Regions from separate parts of the Sus scrofa genome. Here all the other regions are linked to region 1. The links are chromatin contacts, called in public HiChIP or PLAC-seq maps. All regions are on one chromosome and are shown on one strand. The core of a region is the stretch at or near the end of the contact, and the rest is flanking DNA. Distances in the headings are between cores, read along the strand shown. Region 1 has its middle 130 kb from the start of TRIO. Region 2 holds the start of TRIO (triple functional domain protein). Region 3 has its middle 39 kb from the start of TRIO.

What was found. HiChIP or PLAC-seq counts read pairs in DNA pulled down with a chosen protein or histone mark.
Region 2: a contact with region 1 is called in an H3K27ac HiChIP or PLAC-seq map of skeletal muscle. The contact joins the promoter of TRIO here to the enhancer-like site in region 1. A contact is called at or near these places in 1 of 5 promoter capture datasets (liver), 19 of 47 Hi-C or Micro-C datasets (alveolar macrophages, brain, embryonic fibroblasts and 10 more) and 2 of 2 datasets of contacts at active chromatin or transcription factors (alveolar macrophages and skeletal muscle).
Region 3: a contact with region 1 is called in an H3K27ac HiChIP or PLAC-seq map of skeletal muscle. The contact joins two enhancer-like sites. A contact is called at or near these places in 5 of 47 Hi-C or Micro-C datasets (embryonic fibroblasts and skeletal muscle) and 2 of 2 datasets of contacts at active chromatin or transcription factors (alveolar macrophages and skeletal muscle).

The regions. Positions count from the first base shown.
Region 1 is chr16:3,562,287-3,565,105 of Sscrofa11.1, forward strand. No RefSeq gene overlaps it. Among named protein-coding and RNA genes, the nearest start is that of TRIO, 130 kb to the right of the region's middle. Within about 2 kb of position 1,470, at least 69 of the 83 cell types and tissues checked have an H3K27ac peak or open chromatin away from gene starts, as enhancers often do. A contact at or near this core is called in alveolar macrophages, brain, embryonic fibroblasts and 6 more, where this site is marked.
Region 2 is chr16:3,689,396-3,692,214 of Sscrofa11.1, forward strand. It overlaps TRIO (triple functional domain protein), which reads left to right and starts at 1,445. Exons shown (of 56, transcript XM_021077142.1): 1 at 1,445-2,819.
Region 3 is chr16:3,650,437-3,653,255 of Sscrofa11.1, forward strand. No RefSeq gene overlaps it. Among named protein-coding and RNA genes, the nearest start is that of TRIO, 39 kb to the right of the region's middle. Within about 2 kb of position 1,420, at least 29 of the 83 cell types and tissues checked have an H3K27ac peak or open chromatin away from gene starts, as enhancers often do. A contact at or near this core is called in embryonic fibroblasts and skeletal muscle, where this site is marked.

The DNA of each region.
Region 1 (2,819 bases), core at 220-2,719:
ACCTTGATCACGTGGCTGAAGCAGTGCTCGTCTGTCTTCTCCCTCTTTCCATTTTGTACTCTGGGAGGAAGTCACTAGGGTGTGGCTCATAGTTAAGGAGAGGGGACTTCTAGCCCATCTCTTTGAAATTCCAAATGATTTGGAATTCTGCATTGGAATGTCTCTTCTCTCTTCATGCTCAATGACTTATTCAGTCACTGAATTATATCAGATTCATGGATATTTATTTTATAGTTTGGGAATAACTGGAATAACCAAGCATTGCCTTATTTATTTTGCCGCTCACATTGTTCTAGCTTTGGTCACTGGGAGCTTTCAATTGGTTCCTTTGTCCTTTTGACAGACCTTCCCTTCCCCATCATTGCTCTGGTTGTTAGTTAAAAAAAATTTTTTTGAGCACTTCCTTACCTTCTGGCACAAGATGCTCCATGCTCTCTTGTACATTTTCTGCCCCAGTCCTAGAGTCAGCCATTTCCCTGAGGAGCCTGGGTTCCTTTTATTGAAGAATGATGTTAATAACAAGATCTGAGTGTCAGGTGTGTATCCTGCTATAGGAGTATTATTTCTAAGCCCACTTAGCTGACAGAGCAAGGAAACATATGTAGATATACACATATCTGTAAGTCTTTTTATATATCCATCTGTGTCTATATTAAGCTAAACATGAGTTCATACTCATGTGTCCAACCCTGTACCAGATAGATCATTCTAGCCTTCCTCATTTACAATGAAAAACCTGGTATCCACCACCCGCCATTCATGTACTTAATTGTTCATTTCTAATATACATGTACAGTGGTTTCATCCACCATTTTTTTTTTTTTTAACAGTCTTGTTTCGGGCTCTCCTTGCTTTTGGCAGCATTGGATCCTTTAACCTCTGACACCCATACCTTCTGGCCACTTCGCTTGCAGCCACCTCAGAGGCGGTTTGTACTTGAATATTTGTCAGATGCTGGCTTGACACGGATCTGCCGTAAAGCTGAATGTCATCTACCCCTAATTTCCTTTGGTCTCTTCAGCCACTATCACCTTCCCTATTCTCTCCATTTCGGTGAAGTAGGGACTGAGGAGCCAGAGTCCGGAATGTCATGTTACAGGCGAGCAGACGTCCTCCAAGAGTTCAGAGGCTTGTCCTCCTCGCTCCGGGACTGGAGTATATACACGCCGTTTTCATGCTCTCTCTCTTCATTCCACAACTACTATGGAACCCCGACTACGTGCCAGTGCCCGCGCTGCGCCATCGAGAAACACGCCGGCCTTGTGCCGGAGTCAGCCGAACCCGCGGGCGAGATAAACAGCTCGAGTGCTCGGAGGTCGGTCTCACGCAGCAGGAGAGAGCGCCCGGCTGGGGGCGCAACGCCGGGCCTGGAAACCGCCTCCGCTGGTTAGAGCGTTCCGGCACCTCCCCAGGGTTGCAGCTGCCGGAGCAGGAGAGGGACCAGGCGGAACGCTTGAGCTCTCTCAGCTCCCGGCACCGGGTGCGGCCCCGCCCCTCCTGCCAGGCCCGGCCCACTGCAGGCCCCGCCCACCCGCCGAGCCCAAGCTCGGGCCCCTGACGATTCTCGCCGGAAATTCCCGAAGCCCCTCTTTTTTTCCTTCCTCTCCTTTCCCTGCTCTCCCTTTTCCTTTCACCCGGGTTCCCTCAGCCGTGATTTCCCCCCTCCCCCTCCTTCCTTCCCCATTTGAAATCAAGATGGAGGCTCGCGGCTGCCGCCGGCGCCCGTGATCCCGGAGCTCCCGCCGGCCACGGGCCCCCGCCCTCGAGATTGCGTGTTCAGCGCGGCGCGCGTTACTGCCCGCGCTCCGGCCGGCGCCGCCGAGGCCGTGGCTCCGCGCCCTCGCCCCACCGCCGGCTCGCGGCTCCCGGGCGGAGTCCTCGTCTATGTGGGCGCGCTCCTCAGGCCGAGCCGCCGCCGCCGCCGCCGCCGCCCGCCGCCGCCGCCGCCCCGGGGCTCTGCGTCCACGCGCCGGGCCGGGGCAGCTGGGCGATCGGCGCCGCCAGGCCGGGCGCGGAGCGGGCGGCGCGCGGCGCTAGGGACGCGGGGCCCGAGCCGGGCGCGGCCGCGGGCGCTGCCGCAGCCATGAGCGGCAGCAGCAGCGGCGGCGCTGCCGCCCCCGCCGCGTCCTCCGGCCCCGCCGCCACGGCCAGCGCGGCGGGCTCGGGCTGCGGGGGCGGCGCCGGCGAAGGGGCAGAAGAGGCGGCCAAGGACCTGGCCGACATCGCGGCCTTCTTCCGATCCGGTGAGTGCAACTGTTGCCGCTGCCCGCGCGCTCCGCCACCCCTGCCGTGGAGGCGCGGTCCGCGGGCCCCGGCGCGCCCGGTGTTCGCCTGTCGTTCGGTCCCGGCGCGCGCTCGCCAGGCCACTGCCCGGCGCCGGGGCTCCCGGCCCCAAACCCGCGGGTCCGGCACCCCACGCTGCCCCAAGCGCCGCTGTTAGACCCAGGCACCGCCGGCTCGCCTTTCCTGCGCCCGCCCCTCGTTCCAGGGCAAAATCTCACCGTCGCCCGCCCCGGCGGCTACAGTTCTTCGGGTTGGGGCGCCGGCTCTTTGTTTCTTTCGCGGGAGGGCCGAGGAGGCGGCGGCGGGGACGGCGAGGGCGGAGGCCCCTGCCCCGAAGGCCGGCCGGACGGGGGCGGAGGGGCCAGGCCGGGAAAAGCGGGCTCTACTCTGGGTCGGTCTCCGTGGCCGATTTGTACCTGGCCCCTCCCCAGTCCCTTATGCAGCGGGTTTCTTCGCCCGGTACTCTAGCCTGTCACCTCCCCAGCCTCGATCTACACTTCTGTGAAACGGGCAGCCATAATATCTGCCGCCCAGGG
Region 2 (2,819 bases), core at 195-2,694, 130 kb after region 1:
GTCACTGCTGTGGCTCAGGTTCCATCCTTGGCGCAGGAACTTGTGCATGCTGTGTTCTAGGCCAAAACAAAACAAAAATCTCTTTTTTGTGACATATTTAGCAAAAATATGTGGTAAAAGCATTTGGAATTTATATTCCAGTCTATGTTCAGGCACGTACATATATCACAATAGAATTTAATGCATTTCAACACCAATGTAGCCATTGAGTCATGTGCCTTTCTTCCTCTAGAAAACTGTGAGTCTCAATTTCAGAGGGCAATTCAGGGACCGACAGGCAAAAGCAACTACATTTTAAAGAAACTAAGGATACATGGGAGTGAGTCTGTAGCTAACAGTGGAATGTGGGAGATGGAGGTTTTCATTGTCAAGTTTTGTGTTCTTGACTTTGTTCTCACATCGGTAGGATATTCTTCCTGTGGGATAGCCTGTGACATAGCCTCTCTAACTAGCATCCTTCACTCCATCAGGGGTGTTAATAAATAGGTGGAGTTCCGAGTTGGCAGAGTCCCAGGGTTCTGCTGTGTTCTGACCAGGGCATCTTGGGGCATAGGCTACGAGGGACCAGTAGGAAGCATGCATTTTCTTATCTGATATTTTCAAATACCTGTAGATTGGGATCACAGCTACAGCTTCCTCCTTCCCAGTATTTCTGTCATTTGATCTGCTTTCTCCATTGCCTGGGTCCTGTAGTACTTTGTGCTGCTTACAGAGTCTTTCATACTGTACATTTTTCTCTAGGTATTTATGAGCTTGTCTCTGTGAGGGCTGCCCTGGTGCCTAATTCCTTTTTTTTTTTTTTTTTTTTTTTTTTTTTTAATGGCCACACCTGCAACATATGGAAGTTTCTGGGCTAGGTGTCAAATCAGAGCTACAGCTGAGGCCTACACCTCAACAACACTGGATCCGAGCTGTATCAGCAACCTACACTGCAGCTCACAGCAACGTCAGATTCTTAACTTACCGGGCAAGGCCAAGGATCAAACCCTCATCCTCGTGGATACTTGTCTAGTTCTTAACTGGTTGAGCCACAACAGGAGCTCCCCTAACTGTTCTTTGCATTTACCCCACTGCCATCTCTCTCCACCTCGGTTGGAGTTGAGGTGTAATCAGTCTTTGCAGACACATGGAGTGGATTACCCAATGACCTGTGATGAATTGCTGAGACTACATTGTGTCCATTCAAGAGTTTTGAAGGAACCTTAAGGATGAAATTGCAGAACCTTGGCTCTTGTTCTGCCTTTTATAAATAGCCACTGTTTTAAGAGCTTGGGGTGCTGCCAGCACAAAGCATGGTGTATTGGAAAGCAAACCGGCCTGGCGATCTGGAGGCCTGGGTTGCCGAGCCCTTTCACAGCCGGCTGGGTAGTGCTGCCAAGGCCCTGGACCTGGACCTCAGGGTCAGCGTCCAGATGTGTTTGCTGCCATCTTTGCACAAAGTCTCTGATGATTGTCAGTGTCATGGTTGCATCCTTAACACAGAGCCCTTCATTCCTGTGTTAAGTCGTCCATGGAAAGGATGGTTACTGATCTACCCATTCTTTGTTTTGTTCAGTAATATGTTGTAGCGACCAGATTCTGTCAGATTCCTCCAAAAGGTGCTGGTTTTGTTGCAGTCTGTGGGCTTGTTTCTGCCTGCTGGGCTCTGCAGTGGGTGCCATTCCAGTCTGGACTTAGGTCCTTACCCTTCATGTGGAGCAGGAGCTGCTTGGAACCTGCCCCCAACGTGCTGGCTCGGTGGGCAGCCAGAGGTTTGGGCCAAGTTTATATACAGAATCTGGGGCTCCCCTTCTCTCCACAGTTTCTCCTCTTGGTTCTCCTCCTCTTGCGGCCGAGGTTGCCCTGTCCTGACTTGCTTTTAGTAGCCCCAGGTGGCTTAGGCCGGACCCCACCCTCAGGCTGAACTTTAAAGTCATTTCCTCTTTCCTGGTGTGTGCATTTGGTCACCCTCCTGTGCCCTCCTTAGACAGTGGGTTTTATAAGCTAAACCTGCGGCAGGGCTGGTCCACAGGAACTGCTCAGGGACACCTTAGTGGAAGCTCCGTCATTTACTGAGAGCTCTTTTCTTGCTTTTAATTCTGGGTCTGTCTCTTGCTTCAGTTGTTCCCAGGCTTACAATACAAGTTCACAAGTATTTTCAATAAAGACTTCCTTGTACTGTTTTGGCAAAAACAGACAGGAAAATAGAGATGGGGCAGCAGTCTTTAGTTCTTTCTAGAGATGGCTCTGCCATTAATGATAGTCACTGGTTTTGATGAGGATGGCTGGCCTCCCAAACCTAGATTACCTCTGGTGGAGCTGTCCCAGAGAAAAATGCTGAGGATGAACGTGTCTGACCCCAACCTCCCACGTGGGCATTTGCCCTGAAGTGCTGGGCCAGCCGTATTTGGGCTGCCAGAATTCCTTTTGTTTAGATGGATATTGGCTTGGCCTAAATTGCCTGCTGCGTGCCTCCTTGCCACAGTATTTCCACTTGGCCTTCTACGATGCTGGGGCTTGGGGAGAATTGGCCTGATGTGAGAAGGAGGGACCTTGGCCATCCTGTGAAGCGGGTGACACCAGGCCATCTGACCACATTAACCAGTGACATTCCTCCAGGGGGGCATGACCCAGAAAACCTGGAAGGACAGAGCCAGGAGGGAGCAGTGGCCAGTCCCCAGCTATTTATAATCCCTGCTCTCCTCCCTGACAATGTTTATTTTTAACTGGATTGGAAAGTCTATTAGGAGGAGGCTTTGAGCTCCCCCTAGAGGTTCAGGTGTGCCATGAATGGGTTTTTTTATAAACAATATTACTGCTTTATTTGCCAGTGTTTATGT
Region 3 (2,819 bases), core at 170-2,669, 88 kb after region 1:
GTCCTCAGGCCAGGAAACCTTCATTAACTCACAGCCCCTGTGAAGCCAAGAGTTGAGGCAGAAGACAGCTTTGGGGAGGACAGGCAGAAATAGGAATTACTGTATCATTTTGAGCCCTTGGTGTTCAGGCCAGGCTTTGTTCACACCCCTCGGGCCTTGAGGAATTGCAGGCATTCTGGTCCTATCCCCAGAAAGCCTTCAGCTCCTGCAGTGTCACAAAGGGAAGGGACTGACTCTGAGATCACCTCTTGGAAAGTTAAAGGGGGATGTCTTCTGTAAATCACAGCACGAGGAGAAAGTCTAGGAACAACACCCTCTTGGCCTTAGTGATAAGGAACGGGCATCCTGGTGCTGTGTGAAGCAGAATCTTCAGCGAGACCCAGATGCCTGCCCATCCACTTGATTTCAGGTTTGAGCGCAGATTGATTTTACTCAGAGACTTGCTCTGGTTTTTGTGTTTAATGCAGTCCAGCAGTGAGTGTGTTCCCAGGTCTGTTGTGTGCTCAGGACTGTTCCTCTTGGCTCTGTAGGGAATGGGCCATCAAAGGCACAGCCTCTGAGACACGTGGTTGGGGAGGAAGACCTCTGTGCACATACTAGAGCCCTGCCTGCTTTTAACCTTGTCTGCAATATGGTGAGATTGTATTGGGAGGGTTCAAGTCATCTGATAATGACTCTGACACCTAAATTGTTTAGTGTAGATAATGAAATTTAGGGAAACAACTTGAGCTTTGTTCATTGATCTCAACTGAGAAGTTACTCTGTAAGAATAAAGTTAGTTTTCTGTTGTGATGGAAAAAATCTCTTCAGAGTGAAGTTAGAATCCAGTTTTGCTATTATCATATTTGTGAAGTTTGACACTCACAATGAGTACAGCCGATATTAATATTTAGCAAAGTTGTCTGTCATAGAGGCCCCTGAGAGTTGCGGTCTGTGCTCCCCAGGGTTCAGAGGACAGGCAGGTTAGTTAGTGAGTGAGAGCTGGGCCTTGCCTGGGTTTTTGATGGCAAATTTCTGAATGAAGGAAACCCCACCCCCACCTCTGTCCCCAACGAGGAAAAAGGAGAAAAAGGTTCATTTTCATTACTGCCTGATTAGACCTGGGGGGAAATTGTGTCTGTGTGTCTTAATGTAAGTTTCTGCACCTGGAGTTTTAGCTCTGAAGTGCTATGTGGAAATATGCCAGGAACAGAGTCCTTCTTGACAGCTGTGACAGTGAGAAGACCTGCCAAGCCGGAGACTCGAGTTCCCGCTCAATCCTCCTGAGGTCTACGCTGAACTCGCGAGCAGAAGCTGTTTTCGAAGCGGACGGCTCATTTGTGGCCGTGAACAAGTGAGCCTGTGGTTGACAGACTGTGTACTGGGAGTGAGCCGACAGCTGACCTGGGAATGTTGGAGAGAGAGCTCCCAGCAAAGGGGCAGCAGCTCACAGTTTCACATTCCCAGGCTCGAAGCCCAGAGAGTTGTGACTAGAAAAACCTCACTGTACAGCTCCTGTTTCTTGCAGCTTTCCGGAGGTTGCCTGTGGATTTAACTGCGGTAATTTACATGGGCACAAATCCCATCGGTTTGAATAAGCTCTTTAGAATGAAATCCATCCCTGCTTTATCACCACTTGTATTTACAGAGCTCTTTTGACTTTAGAGGAATTTACTTGATAGAAAAGTTTTCTCTCCTATTAATGTTTGAATGTATCAAATTATAATTGATGGGGTCAGACCATTCTGATTGCAGGCTGTGACAAACCAGAATCCAGACAGGAAATTTTAGACACGCGTTCATGAAATCAAAGAGACTAAAATTAAGATGTATTTAACAAGGAAGTTCAAACCATCCTGCTTATCTGAGACGTCCCCCATAATGTTTAAATTTATAATATTGATTATGAGATATAGATTTTATATGTTTAAAATAGATTTAAGATAAAAATAAAACATCAAAGTATGTTTGATCTAGAACAGGAGTAGGTACTTTTTTTCGAAGTGCCAGATTGTCAGCTTTGTGGACCAGATTAAGTTTTGTGGACCCATATGGTCTCTGTTGCAGCTACTCAGCCTGCAGCGATAGTTCAGAAGCAGTGTTCAGGGAGAATGGGCTTGTGGGTTCTTGTTTGCAGGATCTTTCGTTAGTATTAAGACATGGGAGGAGAGTGGGGGTCTCCCTCTTTTTCTCACTTCTGAGTGAAGTGAAATAGTAACATCTCAGCAGACAGGTTCTTAGTCACTAGAAATTTCGTTTAAGTTGGGGGTGATGTAATTTTCACCATCTTGGAACAGTCCAGGTAATCATGCCCTCCTTGCTGGGTTTCGCTGTACCTTTAGGAAGACAGTGTTCAAGGCTGGATCGAGGAGATTTCTTCACAACAGTGGGTGGTTCCCAACTCCCACAGACCTACCATCCCAGGTTTATGATATATTGTGTAATGCTTTAGGTACTATCCTGCCATGTAATTAATGAGTAATTTAAAAAATCAAAACATGCTTTAACTACCAGAGAAGAAATACGTGTAACTTGTAAACGTTTAAGTACGTGGGTGCTTAGGTGTAAGGAAGAGCAGTGGTACTGGAAGTGCTGGTCTGCCAGGGCAGTGTGTATCTCTAAGTCCCCCAGCCGCTTCCTTCCTTGAGTCTTGCTGTGGGAAAAAAAAAATGTCAGCCAAACAAACTCTTTATCTAAATGCAAGGAGTGATGATGAACTTGTAGACTTGCAGCCAAGATCAGATGACACCGTGTCATTACTCAGAAGATGGGATGGTGTTTGCGGCCACTTGCACTCACGCATGGAGTCTCCGTGAGTGGAGCTGCATGGAGGCCAGTTG